Linked DNA regions of Macaca mulatta: region 2 is linked to region 1. Evidence: chromatin contacts called from public Hi-C data. All regions are on one chromosome and are shown on one strand. Each heading gives the region's core, a stretch centred on a gene start, on an enhancer-like site or on the middle of the called end of the contact. The rest is flanking DNA. Distances are from core to core; before and after follow the strand shown. Region 1 holds the start of ZNF438 (zinc finger protein 438). Region 2 holds the start of ZEB1 (zinc finger E-box binding homeobox 1).

Region 1 (4,402 bases), core at 690-3,189:
CCCACGTTCAAATAGTCTCTACAGCGTTTTAGCTGTGCAACCTTTGGCAAATTCTTAACCTTTCTGTGTGTCAGTTGCCTCATCTATGAAATGGAGATATTAGATTATACCATGAGACTTGTAAAACTCTAATTTAGTGTTCACAATAGTGCCTTACATATGGTAAGCTCTACTTTTTTTAAGTGTTCATTGCTATTATTATTCCTCTCTGAAACCTTCTAACCTCAGGCTTTTTCCCTCACACTTCAATTGATTCAACTGTCCCCGCATTTGAATGGCTCTTCCTGACAGATCCTACCAAAAACAACTTTCCCTGTTCCCCCACTGTCCTCCTCTCTTCTTCCTCCCCTTCACTGCACTTAGGACTATGTGAAATTACATTATGCACGTATTGTTCGTTTATTTCCCACTGCAACATGAGCCCTGCTAGGCTGGAGGCTGTCTTCTTTACTGCTCTATTTCTAGAGATTTCTGACTCACATCTCATCCAGGCTAGGCGACCAATGCAAATCTCCTAATAACAATAGCACACTTAGAAAGCCTTTCATTTACACACTCGTGATCTCATTCGATCCTGGAAAAACCAGCAGCAGATATACCATCAGCTCTCATTTTAGATAAGAAAAACACAGTTCCAAGTTTGGGTGACTTGTCCTTGGATGCGAAGCTAGTTAACGAATAGAACAAAAATTAGAAGCCCTGCTTTCTGATTCAAAGGCTCCTCCCACCCGGATGAAAGGATATCACACTCCTGAAACGAATTTACAGAAATGTGAACTCTCGAGCTCCTGTATAAATACACCCTGAAGTGTGCACAGTATTCTTCCCTTCAAAGTTCCTGACAAATACTAGTCCCGGAGTTTGAGAGGCATTATAGTCTAGAAACAACTAATCGATAATGTACTACCCCTTGACCAAAATATTCAAGCAGTCGGATATGATGATTGGATATTCTCATTCTTTTAATTTTTTACAGCAATCCTTAAAACTCAGTGAGTCTATGTTGTGTATAATGTGCTAGTTCCAGCATACTGAAAGCTTCCTCTGCAAAACCCAGACAACGGGGGCATTGTAATTGTCAAGAGTACCATGCTAACGATACCTGTTATTTCTTGGGATCCTCATTCTATCAAGTTTAGTGACAACAGTTCATATCACCCAACAGGCTGCAGTGTGGTATAGGATCAGATGGATGGAAGGTTGTCGGGGGTAGGCAAAATAGTGAAAAACTTCCCCGTCTACAAGATTCCTGGTCAAATGGCCAGCGGCTACCACATTCCTCAGAATAACCAAGTGTCTGTGTATACGCTTTCTCCTAGCAAATTTACACACTTGTGTTATCTCACGTGTTCCTAGTGCTGTGGGAACGACCATTAGGGAGGCCAGAGGCTGCTGTACCTCCATTTTACACAAAAAGAAAACTAAGGCAGCAAGTGGTTATCTTATAAATGTGTCCACGACGACTTGGTCACTTGCGAGATCCCAACGGCCAGGACATAGGATTCCTAGTCTCTGAGAGGAATCCTCCATCCCCGACTTCACGTGTCAAACTCCAGGGCTGAGAGGGAGAAGAGGAATCTAAGTCCCTTTATCACAGAAGAAAAAAAGGTACTCTCCATTTGGACTTTCCGCCCCTTCTAAGGCCTCGCTCCCAGGCTCGGGGACGCTCCCCGCCCCAGGGGAAAAGGTGCTAGCCCTGCCCCACGGGGCGCGGCCTCGCCTCCCGCACCCCAGATCCCTCCCGCCCAGCAGGGCGCGCTGCCACTCTGAGCAGGCACCTGTCCCTTCGTCACAATCGGCGGCTACCCAAGGAACTGACGCCCCTACAGCCACCACCACCGCCGGGGCTGCCAGCTGCCAGCGGGCCCCACAAGCCCAAGGAGCTGCAGGAATCCTCGTAAACTTACAGTTTTCCTACAGCGTGCGCGTCACGGCGGGGTGACGTCACGGGCCCAGCGTTCCGGGAGGTCAGGCCAGCCGGCGCGGGCCACTGGGCCCCCAGGCTCCGCCCTCGCCCCGCCCACGGCGCTGCGGCAGGAGACACGCCCCCGAGCTCCACGCCCCCGAGCTCCACGCCCCCGAGCTCCACGCCCCCGACCTCCACGCACCGCCCCGTCGCGGACACCGCGCGCGGGCGCAGAAGGCCTCAGAACCCGCATGCCAGTGGGCTTCTTCGGCCGGGGCGCCTGCGGCGGCCTCTCCTCTACCAAAGCCTCACTCAAAGCCCGAAGCCGGGGTTAGCGTAGGAGGAGGGGCCGAAAAAAGGGGACGGAGACCTTCAGAAATACTGTAAACAAGCTGTCGCCCTGGGGGCTGGAGTAGGACGCCTGGGTTGTGAGGTAGTTTTTCCACAGACATTGCCCGCCTTCCTCACGTGTTCGTTAAAAGTTCTCCACGTGTGGAAACAGCCATTTGCTCTCCATCAGGTGCAGGCCGTTCCTCAGCCCTGAGAAGACAGCTCTCCCAGGGGTCTTCGCTCCGCCCCGGCTCGACGCGGCTCCCGGTAGACTCCGCCCAGACCCCGCCCATCTCTTGACTCGGCCCCGCCCACGCCTGGTTAGGCCCTGCCCCCTGGGTCCCGCCCTTCCGGCTCCGGCTCGTGGCTCCCGCGGGCCCCCACCTACCCCTCCTGCCCTGGTGCCGCCTCCAGCCCAGCCCGTTCCTTGCAGATTTCAGCTTCTGCCTGGCCTGCCGGATTTCCCGTTTCGGCTGGGTGAAGCTACTCACGGGTTGCTGTTCACCTCCATTAAGTTTAACAAACGGTGATCCGGATAAACATGTTCACTTCTTCGCCAGGACAAACTTTCCAGCCCCCCCATCCAGTCATCTCACGATACCTTCCCGTGTCCACGCCCCACTCTCTGCTCCCCACTTTTTTGTTTGTTTGAGACGAGTGTTTCTGTCTCCCAGGCTGGAGTGCAGTGGCGCGATCTCGACTCATTGCACCCTCCGCCTCCCGGGTTCAAGCGATTCTCCTGCCTCAGCCTCCTGGGTAGCTGGGATTACAGGCGCGCGCCACCGCAGCCGGCTAATTTTTTTTTTTTTTTTTTTTTTTGAGACGGGGTCTCGCTTTGTTGCCCAGGCTGGAGCGCAGTGGCGCGATCTTGGCTCAGTGCCAGCTCCGTCTCCCGGGTTCACTCCATTCACCTGCCCCAGCCTCCTGAGTAGCTGAGACTACAGGCGCCCGCCACCACACCCGGCTCATTTTTTGTTTTTTTAGTAAAGACAGGGTTTCACCGTGTTAGCCAGGATGGTCTCCATTTCTTGACCTCGTGATCCGCCCGCCTCGGCCTCCCGAAGTGCTGGGATTACAGGTGTGAGCCACCGCGCCCGGCCTCTTTGCTCTTTTATGCCCTCAGAAACAGAGTTCTGGTTAAAAAAGGGGGCTCAATAGACGGAAAAAATGAAGGCTCAAAGAACTGACAACAAAATATTAACATTTGGCTTCTGAAATTCTTACACTCTCATAAGCAGAAAAAACAAATGCTATGGTAAAAAAGTGGCTCACACAAATCTGTCTTGGGGAAAAAAAAAAAAAAATGAGAAAAACAGGCTTCGGAATAAATAGACCCAAAGGAGGAAGTATTGAAAATGGCAAGATTCACTTTTGTAAACTTATTTGGAACCACGGCAGATGGCCAGGGCAGGGATTTTGCAAGGCAGCTCCAGTTGTAAGTAAAACCTGAAACAATGGTTTGTTTACACTCTCATTGAAAACGCTGTCGTATTTTTATAGGAAAGAGTGATGACGGGAATATTGGGTTTTAATTCGAGATCTGAGCTGGTTAAAAATAAAAACGTTTATTGTTCCAGAAAAATCTACGTGTTTTTAAATGTTCTGATTTGAAAAAATATTTGTATATTTTATCTGAATATTAAATAGTTTTAATCATTATCAAATGATGTAAGAGGAATTTGTAAAGGCTGTACATAATTGTAACAATGTTTTTCTGTAGAGCAGAGGTATAGAAAAATTAACGTTTTTTAAAGTTCTGCATATTTTTAAAACAGTGATATTTATGTTTTTCCTTGCAAAACAATTTTGAGAAACCTTTAAATTGTTAATTTCATAGTTTACATGCTTACAAAATGTTTTATATATATCATTTCTAAAAATCGTAATTTTTTTGAGTTGCTAGGTATACCTTATGGGAGTATTTCACAGGTACATGTCATCTGTTATTTTTTGGAGTGGAAATAGGTAAGAAGCATACACCAAATGTATTAAATGTTTTTCCTATAGAATACTTTTCCCTCTGAAAGATGGCATTGTAGAATATAGTCTTCTCATCGTATTGTTCAATATACTTTCTCTTGAAATCCCAGGTATTAAAAAAAAAAAAAACAAAAAATGTTGTTTTGCCAGATGCAGGAAAAAAGTAAACGCAGTGAACAGAAGATA
Region 2 (4,546 bases), core at 238-2,737, 280 kb after region 1:
TAACGAATATTCTAAAATTCCAGAAAGTGTTCAAAAGATAATTTTAACCTAATAAAAAAATCCTGCCATGATGTGGCAAAAATTGTAAGCATAAATTTATTGAGCACCTATTATGTGTCACTGTACTAGGTGATGTACTACGTTATTTCCAATACTCTGGTCATGTTTCAGTTTTCTCCGTTTCTCTATCAATAACCCCTACATTGTTAATTTATAACTATATTATTTGGCATACAGCTCATTTATTCCATAAAGTTGGTCCCAAAGACGTTTCCTTATTCGAAGGAGGTGGGAAGCAGGAAGGAAACCTAAATCTAAATTCTACTGAACACTGAAGACAACTTTCTTGATATTTGTGGTTATCTGCGTGGTCTTTTCAGAAATCCCCAAACTTGTACCAAGTCAAGGATAAAATAAGATAAAATCAGCAATCTGTCAGGTTCAGAGATCACATCTGTCAGCCGATGCTTCTTGCCTTAAGGTCCTGCACAGCGATGACCGCTCATTTAGGAAGGAATTCATGGCCTGTGGATACAGGCTTAGCTCTGAGTCCTGCCGCCTAGGATCCCAGGGATCTACGCGAGGAGGAGGGCGGGGAGGGCGGACCGGGTGGGGGAGGCCGAGGTGACAGCAGGTGAGGGCCGGGTGCCGATGGGGAAGTGAGACAAGCACCGTGTGGGTATTACTCATTCCGCTCTACTAACGAGGCTGCTGGCAAGCGGAACTTCTAGCCTCTCTTTCAGTCCAGCTGAAGTTCAATCTCATTGAAGTCACTTCCCATCCTGGTTCGCTTGGGGGGAAACCGGGCGTCCCTGGAAGGGAAGGGAAGGGAGTCCGGGCTGCGCGGGTCAGGTAGCCTCTCTCCGGGCGCCGCATGTCCTCGCCGTCCCCGAAACTGCCCTTCCCCTCTTCAAGGGAACTCCCCGGGGAGTCCAGACCGCGATCCCTTTCCTTGGCCCCGGGGTGCGCGGGGCTGACACGCGAGGCGTGGGACTGATGGTAGCCCTGCCTCCAGGAAGCAGGCAGGCGGGGACCTCTGGGCGCTCGGAGGGGCAGCTCCGAGGGCACAGGGTCCAGAGAGAATCAGCCAGATCTCTCCCTGCCCAGGGCAGCCGCGGCGGGTGTGGCCAGCGCGGAGGCAGGACGCCGCCGAGCCTCCAACTTTACCTTTCCAACTCCGACAGCCCGTCGCCTTTCTGACCACGTCCCCACGGTTTCCCAACACCCGCCTCCCTCACCCCACCACACCTGAGGAAAACTTTTCCCTCGCCCCTCAATTCAAATTCACCAGTGCCCACGGTTGCCGCAAACCGCCCAGTCCCTAGCAACAAGGTTCCGGCCGTAGAGCGAGCGCCTCTAGGTGTAAGGAAGGTGATGTCGTAAAGCCGGGAGTGTCGTAAACCAGGTGCGGTGGGGAGGGGGGAGGGGTGGAGGCGGAGGGGTGGGGGGGAAGGGGGAGGGAGGGGGAGGAGGTGACTCGAGCATTTAGACACAAGCGAGAGGATCATGGCGGATGGCCCCAGGTGTAAGCGCAGAAAGCAGGCGAACCCGCGGCGCAATAACGGTGAGTGGCGGAGGGGACCGGGGAGCAGCGGAGTCAGGGGGAGCCGGGCAGCCGGGGCGCCCCCGGGGGTGAGAGGGGCGAGCCGGGCTGGGGGCGGCCGGGGCAGGGACGGCAAAGTGGAGTGGGAAAGTAGAAAGTAGTGCTCTCTGCCCCCCTCCGCTGCCGTCGCTGCCGGAGCCGCGCCGCGGCCGCTCGCTCTCCCTGAACCGTTATGTCTCTTACCTGGTCTCTCTCCGCCTAGCGGCTCCAGCCGCCCCTGCCGCCTCCCTGGACCGTTAGCCGCCGCCGGCGCCGCCGCATCCCCGGCGCAGGGCGGGCGGCCGGGACGCGCTGGCCACTTTTCTGGTCCCGGGTGGAGCGGCTGTTGCTTCTTTCGGCACTTTTCCCCACTCTTGTACCCTTCGGCGCCTCCCTCTGCACTTCCTCCCGGCCCCCTCGGCGGGATTCTCCCTCAGCGCCCAAGCACCCGGGAGCCGCAGAACAAACTTGTGCCCGGCGCTGACCGTGCAAAGTGGCTTCCGCGCGCCGCGGCCCCGGCTGGCGCCGTCGTTCGGGCCCCGCGACTCGGGCCGGGCTGTGGGCGCGCGGCGGGCGGGCGGCGGCGGGACGGGACGACCGCGGGTTGCGTGGGGTCCGTGCGCGCGTGTGCGCGGGCGCCGGCGGTGCGCGCCGCGGGCGGACAGGGCTTGGCCGGCGGCGGTAAAGTTGGGACCCGCGGGCCGGGCGCGCTCGCGGAACGGGGATTAGAGGCGGGGGCGCGGGTGCCTAAGCGCCCCTCCTTTCCGGCGCCTCCCGCCGCCGGGCCCAGAGCCCCGGCCTGGGGACTCCGCTACGAGCCCCGCGATTGGGGTCCACGTTTGGCGGGGCGCGGCGGGGAGGCGCGGGGACAGGGCAGGAAAGGCACCTACTTAACGCCACCGGGAGCCGCGCGGATGGAGGCGAGCTGGGCGGCGGGTGTGTTTGCGGAGTTGTTACCTGGGCTTAGAGACCGGGAAGCACCACAGACAGATCCCCCTCCCGGGGCAGACGCGGTCTCTGCGCCGGGATGGGCCGGTGTGCGTGCGCCTCTCGCTTTTCTCTTTCGCTTTTTGGGGAAGTTGTTACCTGGGCCGGACGCACGGAGCGCTGAAGCCGGATAATGGGGCTTGGATGGCGCTCTGGGTCTCGGGTGGAAGGAGGGTGGGGGGAGGGGGCGGACGGACCGACGGACGCGCGGGGCTGCTACTCGCGCCGCAGCTGCAGTGTTTATTGATTTGTGCTGCTGTGCCAGGGGAAACACACACCCCTCTGCCTGGCGTGAGAGTTAAAAAAAAGAGAGAGAGAGAGAGACACACAGCCCGAGGGATCGAGACCTGAACATGTGGTGGTGGTTGCACAGTCGCCTTTTCCAGTTTGGAGAGTTGTAAGTTGATTGTATTTCTGGTTATCTCGGGGCGATGCTGTGCTTTCTCTCCCTCTCGTGCAGCAGGGAAATGTCTGCTGATTGTTATTGTCTGGACAGTTCCTGTGGCGAGAGGGGCGAGACTTGTCCGCCCGGGGGCGGCGGGAGCGCGGGGAGAGCAGCCCCCGCCAGCGCCGCCCGGGTACCTGTTTGTATAATAATGGGCGGCAACGGCCCTGCCGCCGGCCGCAGCCCAGGCTATATAAGGAATTACACGTACATTTCGGACCGAGGGGCTCGCTTTGGTTCCTGCGTTATTTTTAAAACGACTTTTAAGAGAGGGGCAATAAATGCGTCTATAAGGGGACCGCTGCAGCGTCGAGAAAACGAGGAAATACGTATTTAGGAGAAAACTCTCTCTTGCTCCCCCGCCCCACCCCCCGCGCCTGGGCTCCCTTTCTCCCTCCCCTCTGGGATGCGAAACGCGAGGTTTTGTAACCTTTCCTGGCAATTTTAGATTTTGTGTGGGATTTCCTGTCTAGAAGCAGATACGAAGATTTTTAAGCTGTTTCAAGATGTTTCCTTTCAATCCATAAATATGTTTTTAATATATTCGAGTCGACATTAAAATCACTGCTTTCATGAGTGATTTTAATTATTCAAATAAACACTTGCATTTTAAAGACGTATATTGATTATAATCGAAAGGTATTTTGGTATCCTCATTGTGGAGAGATGACTTGTTATAGCAAGGAGTGGAGCATAGGCTATTGCAATTTTAATTTCCTGTTTTAGCGTCAAATAGTGTGTGTTCTATATTGAGCTGTTGCCGCTGTTGCTGATGTGGCTTTATGAAAGGTAAGTTGGTTCGGAAAGAGCTGTTCGCTTTTTACCTTATTTAAAATGTTGATCGCCAGAGAAAGGGGCTTTTCTTGTTGCTGACGACATGTGTGTGACATGTGAGTCTGAACCACCCAGCGTCTGTGCAGCTGCTGTAAACATGTTTACCTGAACAGGAAAGAATGGATTTTTCTCCTTAAGATCCTGTGATATGAATATTACACTTGTAAGGCATATCAACAGATGACTTAAGGGGGGAAAAGCGATCCTGAAAGGTACTTGAAATCAAGAAGAAAAAGAGGTTCTTGATCGCTGCAGCAAATGGCAACTTGTGCAGGTAGAAAAAAGATGGTGTTTAGTTTTCTCCTGCATGTATGTCAGCCCCCTCCTGTCTGCTGCTTTCATTCTCAAGGGAGGGATTTATTTACCATGCTTGATGTCAGTGTTTTTCCTTTGTGTTTAATATTAGAAAAACAGATTTGCGTCTGTTTAGCACAAAACGTCTTGTCTGCAGTATGCATTACTCTCAGAAAACAAAAGGTGTTTAAGGTAGCACTGTACTACTACAGGTATCTTCCATTTTCATCACTTTTGGCTCTGTCCTTGTATTTCTTTTTGTTCTCAAATGCATTTCATCCATTGCTGGTGATTGTAGTCATGCTATTTGATTTAGCCTTATATTTTGCAAATTAAAAATGAAGTTATATTCCATTGTGTTGTGAAACCTCAGTATATGTGCTGGTTAATATTTCTTAGCAGTG

Evidence for each region. A called contact is a pair of places that touch in the nucleus more often than the background predicts.
Region 2: a contact with region 1 is called in a Hi-C map of liver, with 3 times the contacts expected there. The contact joins the promoter of ZEB1 here to the promoter of ZNF438 in region 1. A contact is called at or near these places in 6 of 14 Hi-C or Micro-C datasets (CD4 T cells, blood, fetal cortex germinal zone and 3 more).

What each region holds. Positions count from the first base shown.
Region 1 is chr9:32,424,216-32,428,617 of T2T-MMU8v2.0, forward strand. ZNF438 (zinc finger protein 438) reads right to left here and starts at 1,940. Exons shown (of 6, transcript XM_077946170.1): 1 at 1,908-1,940. It also overlaps the pseudogene LOC144331422.
Region 2 is chr9:32,703,097-32,707,642 of T2T-MMU8v2.0, forward strand. ZEB1 (zinc finger E-box binding homeobox 1) reads left to right here and starts at 1,488. Exons shown (of 12, transcript XM_077946171.1): 1 at 1,488-1,564.